2 separate regions of the Hordeum vulgare genome follow, and region 1 is linked to region 2. A link is a contact called in public Hi-C data. All regions are on one chromosome and are shown on one strand. Each heading gives the region's core, a stretch centred on a gene start, on an enhancer-like site or on the middle of the called end of the contact. The rest is flanking DNA. Distances are from core to core; before and after follow the strand shown.

Evidence for each region. Hi-C and Micro-C count contacts between places; a contact is called where the count stands out from the background.
Region 1: a contact with region 2 is called in a Hi-C map of leaf, with 2.8 times the contacts expected there. The contact joins the enhancer-like site here to the promoter of LOC123443904 in region 2. A contact is called at or near these places in 3 of 6 Hi-C or Micro-C datasets (leaf, seedling and an unstated tissue) and 1 of 1 datasets of contacts at active chromatin or transcription factors (embryo).

The regions. Positions count from the first base shown.
Region 1 is chr3H:376,357,459-376,363,389 of MorexV3_pseudomolecules_assembly, forward strand. No RefSeq gene overlaps it. Among protein-coding and RNA genes, the nearest start is that of LOC123443905, 210 kb to the right of the region's middle. Within about 2 kb of position 2,048, at least 3 of the 3 cell types and tissues checked have open chromatin away from gene starts, as enhancers often do. A contact at or near this core is called in leaf and seedling, where this site is marked.
Region 2 is chr3H:376,042,736-376,048,743 of MorexV3_pseudomolecules_assembly, forward strand. It overlaps LOC123443904, which reads right to left and starts at 3,536. Exons shown (of 5, transcript XM_045120458.1): 1 at 3,354-3,536; 2 at 1,145-3,254. The coding sequence starts at 3,186.

The sequences.
Region 1 (5,931 bases), core at 798-3,297, 310 kb after region 2:
CAATGCATATAATCTATGCTATCAAGCATCCTAAGAAAGCCCCTATCAGCATTGATCACCGACAACTGGGTTGTATCTGCAGTAGTTGGTCTCTTGAATACTGTAGGCCATATACTGCTACCACAGCTTTGCATAACCTATACATGGATTCTAGACACGTGGAGTCGTTCATGCGAACATACTCATCAATAAGATCATCGGGTATTCTGTATGCAAGCATCCAAATAGTTGTAGTGCATTTCTGAGAAGAGGAGAAGCCAACCTTTCTCAGGGCATCCTCCTTGCATTCGAAATACTTATCATACTCCATCACCCCCTTCGGATAAGATTGAACACATGCCTAGCCATTCGAAAGCGACGTCGGAATAGGTTGTGTCTGAAGAGTGGGTCAGCGGGCGGGAAGTAGTCCTGCGAGAGTAGGCAATGGAAACTCTCTCTGTTGTGGTTCAGCGTGGGAGATGCCGCGGGATCGAGCACCTAACCATCAACCACTGCCTACTAATGTGGTCATGGACAATCAAAGCAACAACCACAATCTCCTCGTCGACGGACGACCAATCATCCAAATTGCAAGTGAAGTTGTTGAAAAAGTGATCATCGCCACTATCCATTTGTACATTTGGGGCGAAACGTCGAACACTTTGCGTGTGTGCCAAAGAAGTCGGCCGTTAGAGAGCCCCACGTCTTTCCTAGATCAGGCAGCAGGCCTGGCGGTGACCAGTGAGCCAGGTAGCTGCGATTGGAGCATTGCTTGCGGCAGTGAAGGCGAGAGGGCGGCTTGAACGTGGGGTTTCTACGACAATGGAAAAAACATTCTTCCAACACCGGCAAAAACGGTCGGCCGGGTGTGACGTGCTGCCGAGGGAGTTACGTGGGTGCGGGCGGCCGCCTGGCCATCGAAACTGGGCAGCTACGGCAAGGGCGGGGTGACCGGATGTGTTGGCTGTCGATGGAAGAAAGGGAGAATGACCAATTTACCATCAACTCGCGTGCAAGGGGAAGGACAAGGACGGGCATCGCACGCATCCGCTCTGTGCCTACGTCGACACAAATCCAGATCAAATTTTGATCTGAAATGGGTCGTGAACGGACAGAAAAAAACTCTCGTCCATTTGTATCGGCACGTTGTATCGTGATTCGTGTCCGTTTTCATTCAAACCGACACACAAACAGTTTGCGAAGTTGCCATAAAGCCAAGGCTCATTCGTCGGTCGGGTGCAGTTCGCCGCGTCCACCGGCTGTCAGTTTGCAACACCGCAGAACAGATTTAGAGCGTGACAGCGGGACTTGCCTCATGTTGTAAGTAGTTGCGTGCAAGTATGTGATCTGCCGCAGTCTACTTGCGATCCTGCGTATCGTTTATAGGATGATCTGCGAAGCTGTTTCAAGGCTTGAAACTGAAAGGCGACGCACCTGCAGGCTGCAGCACGTACATTTGTGTCTAATCTATCTTTGATTGTTTCAAATAGAAGAGGGAAAATGCCAACTGTCCCGTGTGTTTGATGAACAGCTGTTTCTGTTGCTCCGTTGTGTTTGATCTTCCGAAAAGCCAGAGTCACGGAAACTATTTGACAAATGAAAAGGAAAACGACATGTCATACTCACCAGCAGTAGTTTATTACTAGTTTGGCGCACATCATACTTAAGTTATGCGTATTAATACGCGGTCGAAAACCATAAACAAAACAAGATCATAAAATAAGCGCTCAAGGGTAACCATTTGTCTTCTCAAATGCTGAGGCGCAACCATTTCTCCTCTCTCGTCCTCTTCCTCGACTGCATCTTCTACCTCCTTCCTCCAGCAGCTCGCTCATAAGATGCCTCGGAAGCATCTGAGAGATGGCAACGCAGCCTATGACACGGGGAGCTCTCTGTACGACTCCTACGAGCTGGCCTCCCTCAACAGAATCCTGGAACGGCACCTCGCTGTCGCTGGCCCGCCGTCCCCTGATGAGGGGCCTCCCGTGGAGGGAAAGGACCAGCAGGTTGTGGCGTTCAGGGCCCGCAGGAAGGTGACGCTGAGGGCTCTCTTCAGGGGAGTGGCCTCGTGGGCGGTCAGGCCGAGAACGCAGCCGCGTGCTTGCGCTTGTGTCGGTGTTGCTCCGGCTCGCACTAGTGTGGTTGGATCTGAAAAATGGTGAATTGTCCGTCGATCCTCTGTTCTCTTCTGCTTTGGTCTTGCACCATCTCTGTATGGGCTTTGTTGGTTACTGCAGTTTTATGTGTAAAAGAATAGGTCGTGTTTTGTATTGGTTGTTGTTCATGGAACGACCAGATGTGCAGCAAGCATGACCCTGTAAATACATAGTACTATTTTCTCATGTAAATGTATGATTCGAGCTTGTATTCGTTGAACAAAGATGCACTTGATGAGCTTTGCATTACTAATTATTTTCACTCGACTTTCTAAACAGTAATCAGCCTACAATTATTGTCTATGTTTTATCGTGGCTCCCGAATCCATATGTACCATGAAGCCATCCTCAATCGTAGATCCCTAAAACGGACAAGGCGTTCGTCCACGGGACAAACTCACACATTTTGATATGAAAGTCGGCCATTCAACCGTGCTCGCACACATTTCAAAATATATTTAAATAAATTAAACTTTAAAAAAAACTTTTTTCATGCAAACCGGACCATATTAACTATTCCCTCTGTCTCAAAATAACTGTCTCAACTTTGTACTAGAGCTAGTACAAAGTTGTACTAAACTTAAGATAGTTATTTTGAATCGAAGAAAGTATATTTTAACATGTTTTATTAAACATAAGTGGTCGGACCCTAACCTAATTTAAATCTTCGCCGGCGCATGTTCTCCATGTTCTTGTTGTACCCTTCCTTGTCCATGTTCGACCGCCATGAACCCCGCGAAGTGAAGGTTCGGTTACCAGCAGGAAGAGTAGGACATGAGACAGACACTAGCCTTACACGAGGTGTCGTGTCACCCATGCCCTATTCCTCCACGGTGGACCAGGCGCCGACAAAGAGAGCCTTGACTCAGTGATGAGGCATGCGGTTGTTTAGCCGAACGTCCCAAGTTTAATTTATAGAATTGAGACGTGATGCACAGGGTACTTTTCGTTTATTGAGGATCAAGCTTTCTGTGTGGTGGATCCACTCATGAACAAATATCTTGATATTCATTTTAAAAATAAGGACGATGTCTATCGTGATACTCATATTAAAATGACCGTATGCATTCCTAGTTGATGCAGAGACTGGGAAGTAAAAAATCTCTCCCATTCTAAAGGTCGTCCGCTCCCGTAAAAAGAGGATCGGAAGGAGCGACTAGCGACCGGAAGGACTAGAGCCTCGATCTAGCACCGTCGCGCCGCACCGGGGCGCCCACCTCCATCACTCTCCTCTTCGTCGCCGCCGGCGACGCCGCCAGGGCAAAGCCGGAGCGGCTCGGCGACGACGGCCTTCTTCTCGCCTGTCAACTGCACAAGGTCGTTGCGCGGTTTCGATCTTGATCGCCTCGGCAGTGATGACAGACAACGATGGGTGGAGTATGGAGGCGAGCATGTAGCCGCTGCAGCAGGTGGTGGTGGCAGCCATCTTGCAGCCACTCAACCCCCGGTTCGGCTTCGGATCACGGTGGCTCTCCTCGTCTTGATCTGCATCACACGGGGGGCGGGCAGCGACCCTGGGCTTGGCAGTGGTGGTCATCTCCTATATCAGAGGTGTTCGTCCTGAGACTAGATGGTCAAATCTCGAGATGCGTCATCTAGTCCCGGCTGCGAGTCTGGGAGACACAGTTGCCGGGGAGAACCGAGCCAACGGCGGGCAATGGCGGTGTTTTGCATCGTTACCTTGATGACGGCATCGTCGTCTAACTAACGTCGATCAACTCGTGCTACTCCAGGGGAAACCTAGGATCTGGTCTTTGAGATCGAACGATGGCGGCAGTGCGGTGTCATTTCTCTCTTAGGAGCATCGTTTGTGCAGCAACATTGGAAGACATAGGCACGTGGTGGAGCGACTTCGTCTTGCACGGAGCTTCGGTGGAGATATCAAGTAATGCTTGGCCGACACGTGCTAAGTTGTGTCATGTCTTGTCGACAGGTGCTACACACGACAGATCTAGAGACTCAAGTTGTGTCGGCTGGTGGTACTTTGCAACATGGTGTTGCAGTGTATCGGCAGTGACCATGACGTGCTCAGCAGCTTGCCTGTAGGGAGAGGGTGTCGTCGGTTTCGTGGTGGCGTTGACGGATGGCTATACTAGCAAGAATGATGCATATCTCTTTCCTGAAGATGGCTCAATGGTTTGATGATGATGGCGGCTTCTAAAATGAGTGCATATGGTGTACGTTTTAGGTTTGTTACACCGATTGTAGGCTCTGATACGTTATGCAGATGGATCGATGACGATGTCGGTTTTAGATATGGTGAGTGAGATCACTACACATTATCGAATTTGTAGGTGTGAGTAATGACTTGGGTGGCTTGATGTATGTTCTCAAGCATGACCACGTAAATACATACTCCCTTTGTTCCTAAATACAAGACTTTTAGAGATTTCACTATAAACTACCTACGGATGTATGTAGTCAATATTTTAGAGTGTATATTCATTCATTTTGTTTCGTATCTAGTCTATAATGAAATCTTCAAAAAAATCTTATATTTAAGAACGGAGGTAGTAGTAGTCATATTTTCTCATGTAAATGTATGATTCGAGTTTGTATTGGTTGAATAAAGATGCACTTGATGAGTTTTGCATTACTGATTATTTTCTCTCAACTTTCTGCACGGTAATCAGCCTACAACTATTGTCTATGTTTTATCGACGCTCCCGAATCCATATGTACCGTGAGGCCGTCTTCAATAGTAGACCTTTAAAACAGACAAGGTGTTCGTCCGCGGGACGAACTCACACGGTTCACATGGTTAGATACGGAAGTTAGCCATTCAACTGTGCTCGCACACATTTCAAACAACTAAACGTTGTCAAGCAAACCAAACCATATTAATTACATTTTTAACATGTTCCATTAAACAAAAGCGGTTGGACCCTAACCTAATTTAACTCTTCGCACATGTTCTTGTTGTACCCTTTCTTGTCCAAGTTCGGCCGCCCTGAACCTCACGAATTGAAGGTTCGGTCACCAGTGGGGAAGAGTAGGACATGGAACAGACACTAGCCCACGTACACGACGTGTCGTGTCACCCATGCACTATTCCTCCACGGCGGACCAGACGCCGACAAAGAGGGTGTTGGTGCAGTGATGATGCATGCGATTATGCAGCCTAACAACCCAAGTTTAATTTTTAGAATTGATATGTGATGCATAGGCTTTTTTCGTTTATTGAGGATCAAGCTTTGTGTGTGGTGGAATCACTCATGAACAAATATCTTGATATTCATTTAAAAAAATGAGGACCATGTCTATCTTGGTACTCATACTAAAATGATCGTATGAATCCCTAATTGATGCACAGTTCGGGAAGTAAAAGATCTTTCCCATTCAAAAGGTCGTCCACTCCCGTAAAAAGAGAATCAGAAGGAGACTAGCGACCAGAAGGACTAGATCCTCGATCTAGCGCCGCTGCACCGCACTGGGGCGCCCATCACCACCACTCTCCTCTTCGTCGCCGCTGGTGATGCAACTAGGGCAAAGATCGAGCGGCTCAGCAGCGGCGACCTTCTTCTCGCATGTCAACTACACAAGATTGCCGCGACAGTTTCTGTTGGGGAACGTTGCACGGGAAAAAAATTCTACGCACACATAAGATCTATCCATGGTGATGACCATCTACGAGAGGAGAGATTTGATCTACATACCCTTGTAGACCGCTAAGCGGGAAGCGTTAAGAAACGTGGTTGATGTAGTCAAACATCTTCGTGACCCAAATCGCAATCTGTCCCACAAACTCCGTCCCGATCTAGCACCGAACAAACGGCACCTCTGCGTTCAGCACACG
Region 2 (6,008 bases), core at 2,286-4,785:
ATGATTTAACGACAAAGCAACTAATTAGTTAGATAATGCATGCCTCACTAATATCCGTTGAAAAACAAAAACCCCAAGCCAAGTGAAAAGTGAATAATCTGAGGGGAAACTGGAGGTAACACTCCACCACAAATCCAACAGTAAACATAATTTATGTCCATGCACGTTGAAAGGTAAGAAGCTCAGCAATTGGCATGATGATAATCATAACAGTAGCATTATGACTCATGTTTCATACGAGTGCAAGGAACATACTAGTTATCACCATGATTACCTAACTATTAAGCATTTAAGCTTAGCTGCCATTACTTCAGTTTTTTTTAAAGCGCGAAAGATTTGCGTCTCGTTAATCAAGGGGAAATCAATGGACATCCCAGCCTTTCATTTCTTAAGTTTCTTATGAAGAAATAAACAGATGATGGAACAAGCCATCCCTAGCACTGGGAAGAGGTACAAGTAAAAATACTTTAACCTTCATTACACTAAAGGTGTAATTGTGAATGATTGCATCTGACATCAAGCATGTTTGAAAAAAAAATACATTCTTGATTAAAACTTAAGAGGAACGCTTTTTTTTTGCAGCACTGATATGACAGTGCAAGGCCTTCACTTTCTTATTCATCAAAATCAATAATGGGTTACGGAATAGGTGTGAAGTGTGATTTATGATGTACTCCATCCATTCCAAAATACTTGTCGTGGTTCTAGTGGAAACCACGATAAATATTTTGGAACGGAGGGAGCATATGTTGAGCCAAAAGCACGACCACGAATTTGGTTTCTAGCTATCAGATATGAAATGCTGAAAATAGTATTATTTAGAGAAAAGAAGGGGCACAAAGGTGCATCTGCACACAGAGCTAAAACTAAAAATATGACTCAAATACATGGAAGAGAATTCCAAATAGATCACCAGAGCATTTTCTGCTCTAGCATCTAGAGATACTGAAAAATAATTATGTCTTGCCTGTCATAATTTCACTAAACCAGGTTTACTGCTATAAGACTATTGAGACAAGCATTTGTTTGTCCTTATCAAAGTTAACAATGAACAAAGTAAAGCAGTCTACCCAACGCAAACTAATAAAAGTGCAGCAGACTATTCAACAATTCAATTGCTGCTAGCACTACAGCAAATACTTACCAATATGAACCAGGCTCAACAGGACCAGCTTTCTTTTCTGCCTTCTTAAGAGCTCTTTCAGAGATTGGATGGCCATTGATTGAAACCTTAACACTATCCATGGACTGGTTAAATAAAGAAAGGTCCTTGAACCCCTTCTTCAAGAAACCAGCAAAAAATGATGAATCCCCGCTCTTACCAGTTGAGGATTGATCTTCATCTAACCCTGCCTCAGAAGAACCACGAGAGAAACCAGAATTTGTGCGCCCATTAACTGATGACCCACTCTCCGTTAGGGCATTGGCATCCTCAGCACATGGCTCATGCAATTTTCCATTATGTTGTTCCATTAGGTTTTCTTCAGATCTCTCACTTGTGCTTGTACCTTCAAATTCAATGGCAGTGTTGGCATGTTCAAGGGCAATGTTGCTGTCCACTGCGTTGTTCTTGTCAAACTCATTGCTTATGTTCTCAACTTCCAGGCCGCTTGTTTCATCTTCTTTGCTGTTGCGGTCATATTTCTTGCATGTACCTTCACTTTCAGGACTGCTTCTGACATCGTTTTTGCTTGCGCACTCACACTTTTCGTTTCTATCAGGGTCACCTTTTGTACTATTCTGCATTTTGCTAACATCTTCAAGGCTAGAGCAGTGATCTTCCTTGTTCTTTTGATCGTGCTTTCTGCACATGCTTTCCTCTACAAGTTCAGCTTCATTGACCTTTTGTTCACTTCCCATGCTGACACTCTCATCATCATTGACATTGTATTCTCCTTTGCAATTAAGGTCAGATCCATTATCCATACCTAGGTCCTCTGAACAATTGTGTTTTTCTTGGCTGCACAGTGGATCAACAAGTTTGTCCTCTAAAATTGGGGAACACGGGCTGATTGGACAATCTACTGAATGTTCCTCCTCACAATCTGCATCTCTTTCACATAATATATCCTTTGGGCTTTCAATATCTCCAGACCTGCGTGGAGACAGAGAGATACCATCTGCTTTTGACTGAATGCTCCTGTTTGAGCCACATTCTTTGTCAGTCCTTTCATCATGACTAATGGTAGAAGAAACTGAATTATCATCACCAAAGTCTATGTTGATTTGCATGCTGCTGTGCTCATTCAGATTATAAAACGCGGAAGTGACATCATCATGATGTTGATGCTCAAACTCTCGTCTCATTCGATCATGTGAGCTTTGCTCAGTTTTGGACAAACTGAAGGACGGTGAGGATGTGTAGGGAATAGCCTTTCCTTTCATGCGCTTCACGCTGATTATCTCAGAGCAAGACCCACACTGTAGCCGGTTTTGCTTCCACCCCATGCATTTTTCCACAGGCACCTGCAAGAGATGATAACAAGAGCTGCAGACAACAAATGGTGCCGCGCCATGCATTGGCCGGCAGAGATGTTCTGCCTTCTTCCTGAAATACTCAGCCCTTTTCTTTGACACCGAGCGGTGAGAGTAAAGCGATGATGCCACAGACCTTTGGTCATAATCTGATGAAATAGATGGTGACCTTTCAAATCGGTAGCACTCATGCTGCCCCGCGAAGTATCTGGCCATCGGTATGTGCTCTTCTTGTGGTGCCGCCCTCTGTCCATGCGGATAATGCGGACTAGCACACCCATACTGATGGTAATTCCCGCCGTTGTCCCACTGCCTCCCTGGGTACTGGCGATACCGCCCACTTCCACTTGACTGCCTCGCATACCTCTCCCCATGATCAGAGTGGTGCGGCTCACATGGGCTCAGCGGCAAGCCATGCCCATACCGGGCACCACCACCATAGCGTGGGCGATGATACCCGGGTAGAGGCACCGGCTCGGGAAGCTCGGGTAGCAAGGAGGGCGGTCGGCGGCCCACCCGACGGTGCTCCCGTGGCTGCTGGGCGACCTGGCAGGAGCGCGTGATTTGGTCCCTCAGCTCGTCCAGCTTGCGCAGCAGCTCCACGGGGTCCTGCTTGAGCACGCCCCAGTCGACGCCCCTCTGGTCGCTGCATTGCGCGCGCTCCTCGAGCCCAATCCTCCGCCTGTACTTCATCTCCTTCAGATCGCCCATGGCGCCTCCCTCCCTGTCCCTGAGGCGTTGCGTCTCCTAGTTTCCTCGCCGGGTCGAGAGCTTCCAATCTGCAGCAAGGTAATAGATCAGCGCGGCGGATCCGACGAGCGGTGGGAAATGGGGTGAGTAAGATCCGCTGCGGGTTCAGGACGCGGGCTGGCGATTACCTTCCAAGGGAGCTCGTGGCGGCGAGGCTACGGCGCGGGGGGCGTGGCGGCGCCGCCGGTTCGCCATTAGGGTTTCGCTGGGCAGCACGAGGAGTCCGCCATGAGAGAGAGAGAATAGGGGCGGTAGTACTTGCTTGAGTGGCAAGTGCGAGCGGTAACGGAGACGACAAGGGAAAAGAGGAGTGCTAGTTGGTTGGTTATACTCGTATTTGAGCGGGCGGGCTCTGGAGGTGGAGCGACCGTTTTGCGATATTGAGATTCCTCGGGGGGCTCGAGCGCGGTGGGCGGTGGGGGTAGCGTATGGATGCGGTCCGTCTGGCCTGGCTGCGACGCTGACGCAGGGGCGTCAAGGAGCTGGGCCCACGTGGCGGCGAGCGGCCCGGGTGGGTACAGCTGGTGGGAACCGGGCGTGTGGTCTTCCCTTTTCCCTTTCTATAAAAAAAGCATTTTTCCTCTTGTCTTGAGGCCAGCACTAGATGCTGCTTAACCAAGTACTACTAGTACGTAATTAATCACGTGTCCGTCTCCCTCGTGTAGGTAAAGTAGAGCCAAATCTAATGGTCTTTTTCGTAATATAATACTCCAAGCACTGCGACAAAAGAATACTGATAATTGAATAAAGATCATGCGGAACCTGAAGCATTGCACGTCCGGCAATTTATCCAGAATTTGCCAATGGCAAAAGAAAAGTTATACTCCTCGTCTCTTATCTTATAAAACATGTGTACGCGGTACGCCTAGTACACTCTATTTTTTTTTCTTATTTTGGAGTGCCCTTTCAACGTGCCGTTGCTTCTAGAAGTTTGATTTTCAAGCTGTCATCCTCTCTCTCTCTCTCTCTCGGGTCTCGGCTAATGAAAGCATCTGGGGACCGGAAATTTCCCGTGTTGCCTTGGATGTGAGATGCTGCGGCCGTGGTTGGATCCACGCACGCACTCCAAACCAGCAGGCGTGTTGCTTTCGGGAGAGGAACAATCGGCAAGACGAGAAAAGGGAGCAACAAGCAAAAGCAAGAATAGTACGTATAGAGACGGCTCCGCGTAAAGGAAGCCTACTTTGTTGAAACATTTTGTCCAAACGAGCACCACAAGTTTCCCCGAATTGGTGAAAGCATCTTTAAAGAGTACTACTATTAGGAAAAACATGGAAAAGTAACCTATGGCCGCTACTGCATTTTGATCTGTGATCTGTCTTGTCCTCGCCAGACATCACGAGATTTATGCCGCAAAGTAAGTAAAAACAAGTGTGGTGGTAGTGGTAATTTCTAAAGAGAATCTCGGTATAGAAGCTGCCGACCCAGAGAAAGTCACGTGGCATGTGATTCGGATCAAGCGATCGAAGGCCCATCCAAAACCGAAACCTCCCTTGATGGGCAAGGAAGAAGAGAAAGGTCTTCGGATGTCGCACACGAACACGCGGCTTTCGGTCCTCTACCGAAAGCCGAAAGGCGGAGCAAAGCATGCCCACGCACCGCAACGCTGCACGGGCGGGTAACAGATAAAGTAGGTGATGATGATGGTATTCTCCCGCGCTGTCTTTCTCCCACGGGTCTTCCGGAGTCAATACTTGACCTGGCATGCACCGATTTTTGTCATGACGGTAGATGCTCTGCTCATCTAAACAATCTTAGTTCTTAGAGGAGGACGTGTATTTCCGCTGTAGATTAGCCTGGCCATCTAATCGGGGTTTGATCTGCTTTTTTCCGCTGGCGAAACGACAAATCCACTGGTGGTAGCAGTAAGCAGGAACCTAACCCCAACACGGGCCGTGGGAAAGCAAACGGGCGCTGAGGTCCAACCAAATTTATAGCAGACGCACTGGTGTCGCATGTGGGTTTGCCTGTGATTGTCAAACATGGCTGCACGCTTCTGTCTCTGCGCTCTGATGTGCTGTGCTGTGCGCTGAAAAGACCTCCCGTCTCAAGTCAGCACTAGCACACGACGCCGTGTTCGTCTACGCATCCTGAGCGGCCGACTTTTTTTTGCTTCAAATTTCATGCAACCATCAAACGAACCCTCTCAAGTATTCCTCAAACGTCGGTCTTCCAACACAATATCTAGCAACTTCAACCAACCGACCCAAACGGACGGTGATTTTGTTCGCTTTTCGTCCGCTTGGATCGCCCATCGATTGTTTGTCCGTTCGATTTATGATTTGGATCGGCAGTGCGTCCAACACGCTGACCCATATTTATGTGCGTGGCCGGCTAGCCGTCGGTTTTCAATAAATATAAACATTTTGCATATTTTCTAAAAACAAATGAAATAGCATAGTTTCATAACTGAAAATAAAATATAGGAAAGTTTAACAAGCCCGATTAAAATTAAATTGTTTAAAAGATACACTTATTGATTGCCAACATGATTCTACATATGCTCAACTAAATCATCTTGCAACTGAATATGAGTTTCCCAATCATGCATTTCATGATGGAATTGAGTGAACTGTGCAAACGATGCCGCTTCTCCGTCATGTTGAGGCACCACATGTCACCCTGAAACTCAAACCCTTGATCGCGGAGAGTTCGGGACGCTCATCCTCTACGATCATATTGTGCGTGATCACACAAGGAGTCATCACTTCTCACAACTTCTTGGTGCTCCAAGTTCTAGCACGAAACCGAACTATGCCCCATCGAGATTGTAGAACACCAAA